2 separate regions of the Mus musculus genome follow, and region 1 is linked to region 2. The links are chromatin contacts, called in public HiChIP or PLAC-seq maps. All regions are on one chromosome and are shown on one strand. Each heading gives the region's core, a stretch centred on a gene start, on an enhancer-like site or on the middle of the called end of the contact. The rest is flanking DNA. Distances are from core to core; before and after follow the strand shown. Region 1 overlaps Gm3137 (predicted gene, 3137). Region 2 overlaps Pcbp3 (poly(rC) binding protein 3).

What was found. HiChIP or PLAC-seq counts read pairs in DNA pulled down with a chosen protein or histone mark.
Region 1: a CTCF HiChIP or PLAC-seq map of the NIH/3T3 cell line shows a contact between it and region 2, with 13 read pairs. The contact joins two enhancer-like sites. A contact is called at or near these places in 24 of 39 promoter capture datasets (the 3T3-L1 cell line, 3T3-L1-derived adipocytes, the C10 cell line and 15 more), 3 of 15 datasets of contacts at CTCF or cohesin (the NIH/3T3 cell line and large pre-B cells), 35 of 484 Hi-C or Micro-C datasets (the 3T3-L1 cell line, the AML12 cell line, the CH12 cell line and 26 more), 9 of 115 datasets of contacts at active chromatin or transcription factors (VIP interneurons, embryonic basal ganglia, embryonic forebrain and 3 more) and 3 of 9 other capture datasets (adipose tissue, liver and pancreatic islet).

What each region holds. Positions count from the first base shown.
Region 1 is chr10:77,015,033-77,017,732 of GRCm38.p6, reverse strand. All of the region lies in intron 2 of Gm3137 (predicted gene, 3137), which reads left to right. It overlaps Gm10787 (predicted gene 10787), which reads right to left. Exons shown (of 3, transcript NR_045882.1): 2 at 909-1,082. Among named protein-coding and RNA genes, the nearest start is that of Gm10787, 4.4 kb to the right of the region's middle. Within about 2 kb of position 1,447, at least 18 of the 459 cell types and tissues checked have an H3K27ac peak or open chromatin away from gene starts, as enhancers often do. A contact at or near this core is called in the NIH/3T3 cell line and embryonic fibroblasts, where this site is marked.
Region 2 is chr10:76,857,457-76,860,427 of GRCm38.p6, reverse strand. The region is part of intron 2 of Pcbp3 (poly(rC) binding protein 3); the gene reads left to right. Among named protein-coding and RNA genes, the nearest start is that of Pcbp3, 100 kb to the left of the region's middle. Within about 2 kb of position 1,342, at least 36 of the 459 cell types and tissues checked have an H3K27ac peak or open chromatin away from gene starts, as enhancers often do. A contact at or near this core is called in the NIH/3T3 cell line and embryonic fibroblasts, where this site is marked.

The DNA of each region.
Region 1 (2,700 bases), core at 198-2,697, 160 kb before region 2:
GAGGTGAGCAGACTTCCAATTGGTCAGAGTAAAGAACGACCCTCCAGTGCACCTCTAGAAGTAGGTGAATAGTAGGAGTAGGCGACTAGCAATGGGAGTGTGCTGTGTGTGTGTGTTCGTGTGTCCTCAGGTCAGTGAATAATAAGAGGGGACACAGAAACACATATGCATGCACACACATACACACACATGTGTGTGCACACAGACACACACATGCATGTGCACACAGATACACACACATGTACACACATGTACACACACATGCACATATGTATGCACACACACATACATGCACTCATACATGCATGTGCACACACACACACACACACACACATACACTGGAAACAAGGGTAGCTTCCAGAGTTTAAAAGATATGTTGTTTGGACGTGATCTTATTATATAGCCCAGGCTGGCCATGAACTCATGATCATCTTCCTGCCTCCCCCTTCTAAGTGCCAGAATTATAGGTGTGAGTCATCATGGTTAGATTTTTTTCCAGGTCAATTCTAAGGTCTTTGTTCTATTAAATGCATAGTTTGTTTGCATAACTCAAAAGAAGTCTTCTCCTGCTCATACACTGTACCTAGTCTGGAGCCACTTTCCCATCTGTAGCTCCCATTCAAAGGAGCACGAGGTCTGTGTGGAGGGAGGGGTTCCCAGGCAGAGCTTCTAGGCAGAGCCCCCAGCTAGAGGAGCCCAAGTAGAGGCTACCAGGCACAGTCTGGCCAGTAAATATTCTCCTCCTCCTCACACATCATGGTCAGCCAGCCAGCCAGCATTGCCGTGCATTTCTGCTTAACAATGTCTTAGAGATTGTTTTACACGCTAGCACACAAAGCACTTTCATGCCCTTGTTTAGCAGCAGTGAGGAACGAGTCACCTGAATATTCATGGTTTTACTCACACACCAGGATATTTATAAGGTAAATCGCTAGACGCAGAGTTCACTGCCACCACGGCCCAGGGTGAGGCAGAAATACAGTTAACCCCATTATTCGACAGCTCCTGCTTTCCAGCCTTGGGGGAGGCACCCAGCCAGCGGTCCACAGCCAGAGCTCACCAATACGGGAATGAGCAAGGTGCTAGAATAACAAAAACAAGGGAGGAGTCAAGGATTCAGGCTTGCTCAGATGTAAATGGGGCCACAAAGGCATTGGGTCAACTGCTCTGAGGCCCAGCTTCTCAGACTGCCGAGTGACCACAGCCCTGCTATATGGTGGCTGCATGGACAGAGATCCCTGCTCTTTTTCCCATTCTGAGAGCTCCTCTGCTCTGGGATGTCTCTGATTCTCAGCCACCCTTGGAATCAAGAGAAGGAAGAAGACAAGACAGGAAATGGTTGAACGCCAATCCCCTCCCAACCTCGCTCTTGCCGTGCTTGCCCCTTGGCGGCCATGATAGAAGAGGACACTCTCTAGTCTTGTGCAATGATGTAAGCTCAAGACCTGAATGACTCACAGCTATGGGCGAATGGCCTCTGACAGCTAAGACTAAAATAACGAGGAGCAGATCATGTCCTTAGCCCTTTTACAGTGGCATTATGCATGAAGAAACGAGACTCAAGTTACAGCAGGCCTGTGGGGCTGTTCTTGTGTGTGAAAATGACATCACAGTACCCTTTCTCAGGCTTGCATCTTCAGAAGGACTGGGTCACAACATCAGAGCTGAGGCCTGGCAGCGGAAGATGTACCCTCAAACACAGATCCTGAATCCAGCAAGACTTCCTCAGTTCTACGAGGAATGTTTCAGGACATAAAGCAAGCCTGTACCTAGACCACACATAACACTCACTACACAGATCATACATGCCTCCAAGGGAAATCCTCCAAACCCCTAGGGGCTGACCTTTGGGAGGGTTTTAGAAGATTCTCTATCCCAGCTGAAGATTAGCTATGGAACCTGAACCCAAATTCAGCCAACCTCAAATAACTGAAGTCTGGTGGGGCCCTTGGAACCGTGATGCTGGGGACCTGGATATCAGGGATGTGGGATTGGCCTTTCTGGTAGAGGTAGCAGGAAATAGAAATAGACCAGAACAAACCAGGACAGGAAGGTCTGAGCTCTCTGAGGGACTGGTATCCTATAGCTGGGGACATAGACCGGGAAGCCTGAGAGGTAAAGATGGCTGAGGTCATAGGTTAGATGTCAGAGTTAAAAACAGACCCACCAAGCTCTGAACACTGCTCCACACCCTAGAATCTAGGTGGATGTGTTCGAGAGAAGACCCAAGGCCAAAGAAACCACAGAGAGGAAGAGAGGACTGAAATGCAAACTTAAAGGTTCTTTGGAAAGCCGGTTGGATTTTTGCTGGGGCGAACACATGAAGGAACATTTCATTAAAGTGGACACAGGTGTGAAAGGCTCAGGCAGACTCGTGAAGGAACGTTTCACCGAAGCAGACACAGGAAGGAGGGTGTTCTGCTAAAGCAAACACGTGAAAGGACATGATGATGAAGGATTCTTTGCTAAGGACACGCATGTATTGGTCTACTTTACACTGCATAGTTGAGCTGCATTTGTCAGGACTCCCTAGAAAGAAACACATCAAAAACTTCTGGGAATGTGCTGCAGTTTCTTGCTGCTTCCAAGGACTCGGGCTGATTGGATGCAAGTGCTAAGACAAGAGCTGTGCTGAGGTAAGGCCCGTGGAGGACAGGTGATGTTTGGAGGGTACAAATAGGTCTCCCCAGAGTGACACAG
Region 2 (2,971 bases), core at 93-2,592:
ATACAGCATGTGTTTTGTTTCTGAAATAAATGAAGAAAAAGTAGTATTATTTAGAAATGTGAAGCTGGCTGCTAGACACCCTTCCTTCTCCACTAAGGTCACTGCTTTTGTGATACAGGATCAGGAATACGGGTGTGGTCCTGGCAGCCCAAACATGCTGGTTGTATGCTGACCCCTTCTGTGGGAGGCACTGTGGCTCTGCCCTCCTCTCCTGACCCTCTCGTACACCAGGCAGAGACAGACCTCCTGTAGAAGAAGGGGGCGGGCACAGAACTGTGGTTGTGACAGTACATGGAGGGGACAATGTCACTACCTCAAGGGTGTTTTCGTGCTTTTAATTTAAATAGAATCATCGAATGTCAAAAATAGCTTTACAGTGTTTTCTATTTGTCACATTTTGGCAAGGAAAGAGTGGTGTCATCATTCTGTGTGTTTGCTAAGTGATAATTACAAGCATGGAGACAGATGTGTCTTCCCGAGAGCCAGCAGGACTGTGCCAGAGCTTCTTTGCTCCTGGAAAGAGGAAATGCATCAAGCCTTAGTGACTGTGACAGTGGCCCCCAGAGGTTTGGAGTGGGACAGTTAGGGCAGCTGTTTCTGGTCCAGCGTGGACAGTGCGGACTGAGCCAGAGAGAGGGTTCAAAAAGTGACCAAGCATGGCAGAGAGACCACATGCAGTGGAGACCAGCAGGCATAATGACATGGTGCTAAGTTAAAGCCCTGAGTGAAGCCACTGATGGACCATGGTGTCCCTTAGCAAGAGGCAGGAAGGTGATACCCAGAGTGCATGGAGTGGGCAAGCTGGAGATTGAGCTTTTGCCTGAGCCAGATCGTACTGGTACGCTGATCCTATCCTGCAGCCCCCGGGAGTGCCAGGAAGAAAGGCTTGCTGTTTGAGCTACTTAAGAATTTTGTCATGGCAGCTGCACAGATTAAAATGCCCCTTATGTGAGTTCCGGCTACACATTCACGAGAGCAGCCCACATTTACACAACTCGCGTAGTCCCTGCAGAGATAAATGATGTTGTCCAGTTACTTGGAGGCCAATTTCTTGTAGTTGCCAGGGCTTTGCTTAGCCAGAGAGTGGTTGCTACTCACTTTGGGTCTCATGGCTAATTAACTTGTGGACTATTTAGAAGTAGTTAATTTTTTTTTTAACCCAAGTGGGAAGAACAACACATAATTAACAGCAGCTTCAAAAACCAGATGTGGACTAACAGCACTCTCCTCCGTTTCTCTCTGCTTCTCACATCCCCCAAATGTAACTTTTGAATGTAACACAGCTCTGCGTGGTGATTACTTTAATATACCCGTATATTGAGAAATGAGTCATATCCTGTAGAATTCACCATTTTTAAGGCAATCCATTGCTCAGTGCATCTAGTGTGTATTTGTGGTTTGCCCAGCTTCCACATCTGTCCAGTTGCAGAGTATTTTAACACTCTAAAGAAAAACCCTGATCCTCTGAAGCAGCCATCTTCATTCTCCATTCCCACCGTCACTGGTCTCCTTTTCTGTATCTGCCTGTCTTGGACATTTCAGACATGTGTAATCATATACCACAGTCTGATTGATGGGCTCCCTTCACTATATGTTCATTCTCAAGGTACATTCATGTTATAGCATGTCTCTGACCTTCATTGCTTTATCATTTATCATTTATTATTATTTATTTATTATTATTATTGTTATTATTATTATTTTGTAGCTCATGAGGTTGATCCCCAGGCCTTGTAGATGTTGTGCAAATAACTACCATTGAGCTACAGCCCTGACCCCTATTACTTTTTATATCTGAATAACAGTTGTAGAGATATATTATTTATTTCACTCTGTTTTTCTGTTGATGAACATTGGTTTTTGCCTATTTGTTTTTTCTTTCTTGGCCATAAAGCTTCTTGGATGACGATGATGGTTATTATTATTTTGTTTGGAAGCTTTCAGTTCCATGGGAATTAAATGTAGATGTGGCAGTTCCACATTTAACTTACTGAGGAACTACCTGTCCTCCATAGGAACTGTGCTGTTTTATCTTTCTAAGTTGTAAATTGTCACCCCAGTTTAATAGATGAAGGTCTGAGAGTGTGGGAATAGAAAGACTTAGGAGCCATTAGTCAGCTCCATGTGGCCCAGTCCTGTCTTGTTGTATGGATCAAGCATCAGCTAACACTGGAGGCTGGAGCTGGAAGGTCACTGTCCAGTTCCAGCTCTCTCAGGGACCAGGATGAGGGCAAGGAAGCCATGAGTTAGGGCACCCACTCTCATGTAGCTGAAACAAGGTTGGCTGGCTTGTTTTTGCCTGGGTGTAGATACAGCCTTGGGACTGGTACTATGGCTAAAGTTGGCCCAACGCCAGGACAGCAGTATTCTCCCTACCAGGTACAGCAGCTTCCATCCTTTATTGTCTGCACCCTTCCCTGACCTCTAATACCCAACATGGAATTGCCTTCCCTACCATTTTTTGAGACAACACCCACAGATAAAGGCTGCAGTGGCACTGGCAGAGGCCAGCCATGCTGTTAACCATGTGTATCCAACTGTCGTCAAAGGCCTGCGTTAAGACAGGAAGCCTCCCTGATGTTCTGAGCACAAACACTTGATGAGATGAAGACTTCTGCCCCTGGCAGACTCACTTCTAAAAAAATGTGTTGAACTTGATGCCGCCTTTACACATGCTATGCGGCTGCGGGCGTTTCAGCTACACAGTGAAATCATTAGCGGGGCCTTCACAGCTAGGATTGCACCCGTGGTGCAATCCCGGTTTCCTATGAGTGCCAAACAGATGCTACCTAGAAAATGTATTCACAGTTTTGAGAGATCTTGATCACATCCGTCCATGGGGTGATGGTCACTAGGAGCCCCATGTGTGTTTAATGTAAACCAAGAGCATCACTTTTATTAAGTGGTGGAGACCAACTTGTTTAACAAAGGAAATATGGAAGAGGCTCCTGCACCCTATTCCGCATAGTCA